2 separate regions of the Hordeum vulgare genome follow, and region 2 is linked to region 1. Evidence: chromatin contacts called from public Hi-C data. All regions are on one chromosome and are shown on one strand. The core of a region is the stretch at or near the end of the contact, and the rest is flanking DNA. Distances in the headings are between cores, read along the strand shown. Region 1 has its middle 44 kb from the start of LOC123413310. Region 2 holds the start of LOC123411638 (peroxidase 1-like).

The links. A called contact is a pair of places that touch in the nucleus more often than the background predicts.
Region 2: a Hi-C map of seedling shows a contact between it and region 1, with 3 times the contacts expected there. The contact joins the promoter of LOC123411638 here to the enhancer-like site in region 1. A contact is called at or near these places in 2 of 6 Hi-C or Micro-C datasets (leaf and seedling).

What each region holds. Positions count from the first base shown.
Region 1 is chr7H:485,374,159-485,379,707 of MorexV3_pseudomolecules_assembly, reverse strand. No RefSeq gene overlaps it. Among protein-coding and RNA genes, the nearest start is that of LOC123413310, 44 kb to the right of the region's middle. Within about 2 kb of position 4,032, at least 3 of the 3 cell types and tissues checked have open chromatin away from gene starts, as enhancers often do. A contact at or near this core is called in leaf and seedling, where this site is marked.
Region 2 is chr7H:485,978,655-485,984,508 of MorexV3_pseudomolecules_assembly, reverse strand. LOC123411638 (peroxidase 1-like) reads right to left here and starts at 2,877. Exons shown (of 2, transcript XM_045104601.1): 1 at 2,564-2,877; 2 at 1-439. The coding sequence starts at 2,788.

The DNA.
Region 1 (5,549 bases), core at 2,783-5,282:
GGGTCTTGTCCATCACATCATTCTCCTAATGATTTGATCCCGTTATCAAGTGACAGCACTTGTCTATGGCTAGGAAACCTTAACCATCTTTGATCAACAAGCTAGTCAACTAGAGGCTTACTAGGGACAGTGTGTTGTCTATGTATCCACACATGTATCCGAGTTTCCATTCAATAAATTCTAGCATGGATAATAAACGATTATCTTGAACAAGGAAATATAATAATAACTATTTTATTATTGCCTCTAGGGCATATTTCCACTAGGAGTAGTATATGGAGCTTTGAATTTTGCTATCGAATAATATTCATGCAAATATGGGTGCATGTTTGTCTTCGGTTGGAAGGCTAAGAAAAGAATGGCATGCTCACATTGTTTACGAGTGTGTTTCCACTTGAGGCAAGTGCAATCATGCAATTCAGTGTTAACAACATGCCTACGTCCAATCTTGTTATCTCTAACTTCAGCACCCCAAAGTGAAGATTTTTTAACAGACAAATGTGAAAGACTTATGCTCATGTTGACCACATGTTGTACCACTGCTAGAAGCTTATCACCTTGTAGACAATCACCTATCCTTATTCTCAATTCCCACAACCGTATGAGCATGATCCTGATTTGGTCAACCATGTCACGCACATGAAAATATTTTAACTGCTTTACCATGTTGTTGAAACTTTCTGCCAAATTGTTGTTGATGTGATCACACTTCATGGCAGTGTTGAATCCTCACCTGTACCATAACAAATAATGATAGGTTTTCAGCCATGTACCAAACTCATTGCATGCTGCCACATGCGCCCAAATTCTTCTCTAATTTTTTTTGATCAAATTCATCCACAAATGGCCGAAGCACTCCCTTTGCTCAGCATGTGGGAAAACATTTTTCACTGCATTTTTCCAGCCCCTTACATGCATGTGTGTGTATATCCAAAGGTGACACTGGTCCTAGCCATCTTTTCAACTACATAATGAACCATGTCCATGAAGCCTCTGTTTCTGACTGAAACAAGCCAACAACAACATGGAACATCCAGTTGTGTCCACCTAGAACATTGCATGTTGCCAACTGACCATTCCACTCGCGTGTCAAAAAAGATGAGTCTATGCTCAAATATGGGCAACACCCTGCTTTGAAGCCATCGATGCAAGGCTTCAAAGACATAAAAACTTGGAGAACCTAACTTCACCTTCATCTGGTACCTTAGTATCTATCTCCACAACATCGCCAGGTGACCTCTTCTCCACCTTTGCTTTGAAGTTGTAAAGCATCCTAAATGTATTTTCCCAATCACCATATAAATTTTATATTGCCCTTTGTTTTTTCCTTCCACATTGTGGTATATTTCAGTTTAATGGGTTACTTCTTTTCCAAGTCTACTTTGAGTTTCTTGGCAGTAGTGTTTGGTGTTTTGGCTAAAATTGGGGTGATCTTTTCTGCAACACAAAGTTGTGATCTCATGGTTGATACTATCTATGAACGTGTAATACAAGTATGTTGATTGGGGATTTGGTTAACCCTGATAGTACTTCCATCAGGTTGCTGTCTAGCAGATATGTACCACTTGCAAGGCTTGACACTACCATCAAATCCTCTACACCTCGCGTAAAACTTCTTTCTATCAGTCCAAAAAGTCTTGGCATCAAACTCGTGTTTCACCGCATAAGTCTTGAAACACATCCTAAACTAATCCATGCTTGGGAACAACTTCCCCACTGCAATGACACGGTTTTCCTTGTCATACACATGCACCAGCTCATCATCATGGGCATCATCTACATCATTTGCAGCTTCTTCCATCAACTGTCCATCTACATCTTCATCGGCATTAGCAGGAAAACTAGATTCACCCCTCTCCTTATGTCTGACATCGACTGGAATGCCAAAAAGTTTGGTCATCTCAATGTCATGCATTGGTGTAATGACCAAATCAGTAGGCTGATCCAATTCAACTTCATTCCAATCAATAATAGCTGCAGTTTCAGTTCCAGACACCTGTCCCTCTTCGGCTAACTGTGAGTTCAGTGCACATGGGCATCAATGGCCTGTGTGAATCCCAATCATCATCTACCATCTGCACAACCAAGTCTGATGGCACATATCGAACCTTCGAACAAATATTCAGATCAACGAGTTCAGCAAAAAAAATAGCTGGTTTGCTTGTCTAGCCGTTTTACCGATCGATTTCTTCAACAATATGTTCACCATCTTCTATCTTGACATACTCTCCTTCCCAATCATCAAACCGCAATAGTGGTACTTCTTGCTCTGGACCCCAAACACTACTCTCCCCAATTTTCTCCACACATTTCTTCACCGCCTTCTCTCCCATGCTCTGTAGAACTTGTGGATCAATCTCTGTAAACTCAACCTCCCATGTAACAATTGTGTCCCTCTCAATGTTTTGTATGCTACCATCAACTAATTTTGCCTTCGATGGAAAGAAATTGATGGTCAATTCGAAGGTCCGAGCAGCAGCATCCCCTCTGCGAGTGGTGGCCACTGTGAGAAAGAGCAGAGGAGGCCCTAATTACATTCAAAATTGGACCGGAGAGAGGCGCATTACCTATTCGAAGTTGAATCAGGCGGCTCCATCTCAATATGCCCACGAGTTCCCCTCACAACCTATCGATTCAACAAGCAAAAAATAGAGGAACGAGCTGAGATCTACGGGCCCGACAGGGGAGCGGTAATAGGGGTCGAAATCATTCACCATTTTTTGAGAACGAGGGCTCTACCGCCGCTGAGAACGAGGGCTCCCCAGCCATCGCCGCCGAGAATGCAAGATCCGCCGCCGTCGGAGAAGAAGGGGGGACGGAGTGGGAGTGGGGGCACGGTCGGGCGGCTGGGTACAGTCAGTTGTTTTGACTAGACGCAGTGTTAGCTAAGTTGGACCCACATGTCTTAACATAAACGGGCTTGGCTGATGACCAATTTAACATCATTTAACACCTCATGTGGCCATGGGCTATTTACACGCTTAAATGTATCACACCACAACTATTATCTCTAATAACGTCACACTCCTTTGAATTTTTACAAAATACGTCGCACATGAGCCATTAGCCTCATGACACGCGCCCCGTTCTTGATGGAGACGACTCTCGACCAGGAGTTGACCGCCATCACGGAGCCGAAGTTGGCGAGGTCCACGCCACCCACCACACTGTGTGTCACGGGCACAAACATGCTGGCGTTTCTTTCCAGATGTACATGCCGCTTCACATCGAGGTCAACGGCCGTGGCTATCCACGCCTTGTTGGAGACGTCACGTCACACCGAACGTAGGCCATGTCCGGTTGAAGCTCCACGGCGATCGAGCGGCCCAGGTTGTTCTGCACGTTTGCGATGATGACCTTGATGTCATTCCTGATGACCTCCATGGCTGAGGCCTTGCCGATGCCGCTCGCGGTGCCGGTGATGACCCGCTAACATGTAATCATATCGACGGTATATCAGGACATAGTAGATAAAAATACACTCCTGACTTCGTGTCTGTTGTGCAGCAATGGAGAGCACCGGCAGCTGTGAGACTCGAAAGAATTTCTGCACCTACGGGATGGTGTAGACAAACCTCCGAGATTTTGGAGACGTGGAGAGGACATTGGCGAAACCTGACGCGATCAAACCGTGAATCTGCTCGTCTCCCTGAGGACGAGCTAGCTCTAGGTTGTCCGTACTGCGAGCTGTAAGTTTTACTCTGCTAAATCTATCGGCTAGAAACAATCAAAACTTAATAAAGTAAAAATATTATACTAAAGTTTAGTCAACCGTTTGTTCCTTTATTTTTTTATGGATACGCTAGAAATGCCCTTAAGCAGTCATGGCTAAGTGAAGGCATTGGATTAGTGAGTGTGCCAGATAGAGGCCAACATGCCACAGCCTATGCAAAAGGTCAATGGAACAGTAAAACCCAACTCACTAAGCGCGATCCTTTCTTGCCCAACCAGCCTCCCCGCTTAAGGCCCCTTAGGCCCAATCCTGTTGGCTCTTGGTTCCCCTAGATAGGGAAAGTACCCTTCCTCCGAAGCTGCCATGTAGCATTCAGAGAAAGCAAGTCGCTTGCGTCGTCCGTGTCGCCTACGCAACCTGGCCCTGGCCCTGCAAGCATAATGATTTTTTTTATTTTGATATGTTTACTTTTAAGTTAAAAAGTTTATAAATTCAAAAAATTATGAATTCAAAAGAGTATCATTTTAAAAAAAAAAGCTAATTCAACAAATTATTATTAAATCAGAAAATGTTCACAAATTCAAAAAATGTTCACAAATTCAAAAATAATTTCCAATTTCACAAAATACACATATATTTGAAAAGAAAATCTGAATTCAAAATTTAAAAATGTTCAAGAAATCAAATAAATTCATGAATTTAGAAAATGTTTGCAGATTTGAAAAATATTCACGAACTCAAAACATGTTAATAAATCTAAAAATGTACAAGAAATCAAATAAGTTCATGAATTTAGAAAATTTTTGCGGATTTGAAAAATATTCACGAATTCAAAACATGTTAATAAATTTAAAAAATTTCAAGAATTCAAATAAGTTCATGAATTTAGAAAATGTTTGCGGATTTGAAAAATATTCAAGAATTCAAAACATGTTAATAAGTTCAAAATTGGTTCATGGTTCTGAAACAAATATTTAGCGATGAAAATATATGTGAAGATCTCTTGCAATTATGCATAATCTTTAAAATTGTGAACATTTTCTAAAATAGTGTAAACATTTTTAAAATTTTAAAGATTATTTTGACATTTCTAGCAATTTTTTAAAAACACAAACTATCATTGAAATTTCCACCTCTTGAATAGAGTTTGAAAATTTCTGGATTTTTGATTTTCAGAAAAATACAAAAAATGAAAGAAAAAAAGAGGAAACAATAACGTTAACAAGGTCCTCAAAACCAGCCAGGAACCCTCCAAAAGTTCCTAAAACTGGCCAGTCTGGGTCGCTTGCTTTTCCTCAATTTATGCTCAGCGCGCTAGTCTATCTACCACAAATAAACGATCGCTAGTCTATCTACCGCCAATGAACAATCGCAAAACCGAAAAGCCAAAAGATCCCCAAGAAAAACCATCTAAAAATCGAAAACAAGTATAGAAAAAAAAAATCAAAGATAGTGTCTAGAACACGACACCTGGCATACGCTGAGTGACCCTTGAGGTTCTTGAAGAGTGCTCCTCCATTAGTTGCTACCAGTAAATATACATTCCACACTTTTCTTTGGTAGCTGGAGCATGCGGTATAGCTAGGATGAGGAATAAGTAAGGATGACGAATAGTCAATATATTACAAATATCACCTGCGTAATTTATTTAAAATATAATAATCAAGCATTTTAAAAATGTAAATGTTTATCGAGAATATGTTTCTCATGTATATAAAAATCTATACAAAAAAGTATAAAATGTGTATGTAAAAAGTTGCACATATATCACAAAAATGTTAATCAAGCATATAAAAATGTTGGTCAAACATTAGAAAAATGTTGAATGGTTATAGATTTTTCTATGTATACGACGAACATACACAAAAAAATACAA
Region 2 (5,854 bases), core at 1,628-4,127, 610 kb before region 1:
TGATCGTGCCGCTCGCCAGCCTCTCGCGGTTCTTGAAGATGAAGGAGCTGCAGTGGGAGCGGCCCAGGGTGTGGGAGCCCGACAGGACCACCATGTCCTCCGCGTTGAGGCCCCTCATCTCGAACCCTGTGACGAGGCCGGCCGCCGTCAGGTTCGGCCCCGGGAGGGTGAACGCGCCGGCGTCGGTCGAGAGGTTACCGTCGCGGCGGCCGGAGGGGACCTGGTAGAAGGCGTTGCTGCCGGTGATGTTCACGCTGTCCCGGGCGGCGAAGGCCAGGATGTCGGCGCATGACACCGTGCGCGGGCAGCTCTGCTCCAATGCGGCCCTGGCGGCGTTCACGACCTCGAAGCCACGCAAGCTCGGGTTGTTCGGCGCCGCGTCACGCTCCGTCGTGCCTCCGCCGGGGTTGACGGACAGGAGCACCGATGAATCACAGCCCTGCATGGGTCATATGCATAACACCGTAATAATTAAGATGATGTACTACCATGCATACTCCCCTCCGTTTCAAAATATTTGTTTAAATATGAATATATCTAGTTAAATTTTAGTATTTAGATACATCCATTTTAAGAGAAAGCTAAGACAAGAATTTTAAGACTGAGGAAGTACTATATTTGATGCATTATTAATTAAGTGCACTGATTAACTATATATATATGTGCATGTCGTCCTGGTCATAGCCAATACTACTGCACTGTGTTTGACCTAGTCTCTGATGCTGTTGTTCAACTACAGTATTAATTAATTTTATGCTTATAGAAAATGCCAGCGTACCATTCCTGAACCTAGCTGTTGCAAAGACAGGTACGTGCTGGACGGAGACAAATTAGACATTATCAACCTCTATGTCCGTGGCATAGTAGGTAGTACACGACGTAGCAAGCATGTATTTAATCATATGTGCATCATATACCATGTTTGACTACTACGAGTAGTAGTTTTTTGGTAGTCGCATGTACGTATACTTCAAACAAGTATATATGCGGATAATTGTCTAACTTACTGAATAGTCCATATCTGTGAAAATGTGACACCTAACCTACCACACATGGCAGGTATATATGGCGTAGCAAGCATATACGCATATATATACATCTAATAACCTGTGCCTCATTTCATGTTTGGCGATTGGTATAGTTGTTTAGTAGTCGCATGTATAATTGTCTGACTCACTGAATAGTGTGAAATGTGACACCTAAACTACCAAACTAGCGAGGTGACACGCCGTCAACGTATGGTATGTGGTCAGAACAAGAGTGAGCTCCACATGTTTCCCTCCATTAATTGATTAGTATTAGTAGTCACCGTCGCGTACCTTGTTGTGTTCAACTCAAAATCGTTACGTTCCAAGTTAATTGTCCTTGTGTACACCTTTGGGCATGTCTTTCCCTTTCATGAAGGATTACAAGCTTATCGCTAATAGTACCAAATTAGGTATTAACATGTGAAGTTTTGAACGCCCTGACGCAGACGTAAAGTTTTTAGTTAGTTGGAAAGTTTCTGGTTACCATGCATCTGACTTCAAAAGGGCCATTTTGTTACTATCATGTCCAAAGGCTCCTCTTTATTCTCATCCATTTGAGACCAATAATAAAGATGGTTAGCATGTTCTCCGTTCGAAGATGAATAAGGACCTTGGCAATTACATGAGCTATTTAATTTCATGAACAAAGTTTAGACATGACAAAAATGCAGAAAAGATACACGCGTCGTATATATGAAAAACATATGCGGCTAGGTAGCTTAGAGCATCTACAACCAGAACTTGCAAATCTGTTCATTCAAACGTCCGCGGACGTGCCTACTCAGTGCACGTGATTGATGAAAAAAAAAATGAATAAAGAAAGAGAAAAAAATAGTCCAGGATGCGGTCGCGTCTTACATGGCAGCAGGGACGATTCTAGGGGGGACAAGGGGGGCTAGACCCCCCTAACAAATTGATTTTTCTATATAATGGTTGTTATAGCTATTTTTTTTTACTTCGTATGAACTTTGCCCCCTCCATGAACAAACTTGTCCCCCTTATGCTTGCATGTTGGCTTCGTCCCTGCGTGGCAGACTGACCGGACGTACTGGTCAGTCCGGGTGTTTGAGATGGGTGTAAGGGTTTCGGCTGGATTTTTTTTTTGTGGTCGGTCAATGACAGGACGGGTTGTCCGGGTGTTTGAGATATGTTTGAGGGGTTGGACTGTAGACGCTCTTAGCATGAAATTGCAAACTAAGCAAAACTTAATTGGTTAGGTTATTTAATTATGGTAGAACAAGCATCGTAGATTTGACATGACTGCTGCCATACTCTCTGAATTCATTTGAATTTCGACGTAGGTATGATCTGTTAGCTCAATCTTAAGAGATGTCAGTCCAATCTTTCAAACGTGCCAGTAGTAATAATGTGTACGTACATATGTTTATAAGAGATGGGTATGCATGCATGTTGTGAGCGTATGTCTTGAAAAAACGTAGTAGCTCTTGGAGTACAAAAAGCAAAGCAACTAGTATGTGCGACTGCTCCTGATCATGCATGCTACACATGCAACAGGTACGCACGCGCGCACGTACCTCGACGAAGCAGTCGTGGAAGTGGAGGCGGATGAGGCCGGCGGCGACGCCGGAGTTGGTGGCGAAGGCGGCGGTGACGGCCTGCCGGACGATGGCCTCGGCGTTGGGGCAGGTGGTGTTGTAGAACCCGACGCGCAGCTGGGCGCGGCTGTGGACCGGCAGCTGCAGGCACAGCACGGCGGTGAGCAGCACCGCCAGACCGGCCAGGCTGCCGCTGCTCGCCATGGTGGCTAGCTTAGCTTAGCTGAAGTACTTGTCACCCTCACAAGGACGGCACAGTGAGCGTCAACTGCACAGCAGTAATGGGTGCTTAACTCGCCTGGCCTGGGTTGTTTTTATAGAGCTTGGGTTGTCGTTGGTTGGTTTGTTTGACAAGTCATGCAGGTGCAGGTGCAGTGTACGTGTGCTGGCCACGGTAGCAGCAGAGCAAGAGCAGAGGACCCGGCCGGCGACGAGGAGAGGAACAGTAGGATGGCGCTGGTGTTCGCTGGCTGGACCGCCTTCCTTGAATACGCGTGGCCGTGAGTTCCCACCATGGCTGCTAAAGTCAAGGTCGGGAACTGTAGGGACCCTGCTGATTGATTGATCATGTGCCTGCGTCGACTCGACGTGGTGTTGGATTTGGATCGATGCACGCGGAAAAGTAGCCGGCCGGCCGGACGGCTCTTCTCCCTCCCGTGCCAGTCGTGAGGCGACCAAGCCAAACAACAACAGTCACCGTGAGGACACGACGGACATCCGAGGCATCAATCCCTCAAAAAGAAAAGAAAAAAAAGACGTCCGAGGCATCAATCCCTAAAAGAAAAAAGGAGGGGAGGAGATCCATAGTTTCTATGCCGCTCCCGCGAGCGGTCCGGGCGCAACCCTAGCCTCTGCCGCCGCCAACCCACATCTCGCCTCTCCCCTCCCTCGCCGTTGTCGGGAGACGCCGCCAGGCAAAGCCTGTGCGTGCGTCGGTGGCGGCGGGGCTCATCCCTCCTCACAAGGCGTCCGGGCGGCGCGGGACGACCAGCTCTGTGGAGGTGCGCGGCTCCGCAGGACGCGTCGGGTCGGCGGCAGCTTGGGTGGCACCGAAGGTGTGCGGCCGACGCGAACACGGCGAGGCCGGCACGCGCGCGTACGCGGCACGGACGGAGCGAGCTGGAGGCGTTGTGACGCAGCCAATGCGCGCGGATGGCTGGACGGTGCGCGGCCGCCGCGCGGGTGGTGGGGCGGCGCAAGTTGGCGGAGTGGCTGCGGCGCGAGCGGGCAGAGGGGCGGCAGTACGAGGCCGACGGCGTCCTGGATCTGGACGCGACGATGCATCTGGGCCCGGTTGGGCCAGATCTAGGCTCAGCGAGCTTGCTCGTCTTGGGCAGTCGGTGCTTTGCCGCTCCCGGTGAAGGCGGTGGTGCTGCTTTGCCGCTCTCAGAGATGTGGAGGATGGCAGCGCGGCGGCGTTGCAAGTCGTGGCTGGAGCGGGTCGGCTACGACGGTGTGAGGTGCGGTGTGATTTTTGCTAGCCGTGTGTGATTGGTGGTTGGCGGAGGCAGGCTCTCTGGTGCATCAGGGATTCTTGCAAGGGACGTCGGCGGGCTGCGATGGCAATGGGTTTGGTGAGCTCCGGGCGAAAGCCTAGCATGACCTCGGTTGATGCCGACGGCGACTACGTCTTTGAACGTCGTTTCCCTCCTTTGAGGCGTTGTCGTGTGGAACCTCTTCACCTCCCTTATCGTCTCAGTCAAATTCCGGGTGAAAACCTTAGCTCCGGCCTTGGCCGCAGCAGGCATCGATGCGTTCGGTCGCTTTCTTCTTGGGGGCGATGTCTTTGGAGGTCCGGTCCCTTGTCAGCTCTCGTGGCTTTGGAGTTTTGTTGCCTGCCAGGTGTCTGTGTGGCCTTGGGGCCGGTGTGGAAGTCGGAGCAACGGCTCCGGAGATTTCCTCTGCGTCTGGTGTTGCTTTTGGTAGCTTGGGCGACAAAACCATCGACTCGGCTGAAACGTGGCCTCGGGGCAAGTGTGGATGTCGGAGCAGTGGCTCCAGAGATGGTTGTTGGGTGTCGGCCTCGGTTGCTCAGGTGACGGAGTTGGCGGCTTGTCGGATGCGCGGCCTCGGGGTCGGTGTGTGTTCTTGTTGGTTGTAAGTCAGAGCGGCGGCTCCGGAATAGGGTTGTAGGGTGTCGATTTCAGTTGCTCGGGCAACGGAGTTGACGGCTCGGCGGATGCGCGGCCTCGGGGTCGGTGTGTGGATCGTTTGTTGTATCAGTTTTCGATCGGTTTTCCTTATTAACTGACCAATTCTTCTTCTTCTATATAAAAAGGTAGAGCTCTTGCTGATTCCTTAAGAAAAAGAGAACATTCCGAGGCATCAACACTGCATTTTCGTTTTCTTTGCACAGGGTGAACGCTACAATTTAACGAGGGGTTGCTAAGACTGAGTTACTCCTCCTATCCAAATTAATTGACATAGCCTCTATACAATATATAAGATGAACATTGTGTAGGGCCTGCGCCAATTGATTTGGATATGAAGAGTAGCTTGATTTAGTCCCGTTCACGAGCTCGACTAATGGATTAAAAATATGTATACACTGAAAGAAAATATTTGTGCAGTTTTTATAAAATGTGTATTACTCATTTCATACTTTTTATTAGACGTTTCAGACAGCTCAAATTAAACTATTTTGTTTATCATGCACTAAAAAAGGTGTTAAAAACATGTCTTAAGAGAAAGATGCACATCATGTATTTACAAAATATTTAGCGTGTATAAAAAATGATTTATGTGTACACTTAAAAATGTATATTCTGTACTATAAAAGATAGCCGTGTGTCAAAGAAACCAATAAAACCAGCAAATCAAAAAATAATAGAGAACAAATAAAAAACAACAAATCAGAAAATAATAGAAAAACAAATAAAATAATAAAACTCAGGTAGAATTAAAAAAATACCAAAAATCTGTGAAAAACACAAACGAAATCGAATTATAATGAAGAGAAAAATAAACTGAAGAAAAAAAGAAAACAAAGAAAAAAGAGAACAAAAAAGCTCCAAGGCGAAACAGTGAAAACGAACAAAAGAACCACACAATAATAAACCTGGACAAGGACAGAAAGGAAAAAAAAAGCGGAAAAAAGAAACGAATTGCTACAGTAATCGGAAGCGCTGGCCACGCCAAGCCTGAGGCGAGGGAAGCATATATCTCGCTGCAAGCGAGATATAGGTTCGGCGCATATGTTTTGGGAACAAGGCTGCCTTGTTTCTTTTTATGTGTTGAGCTACATGTGCGTAATGGACCATGTGTGCCTTT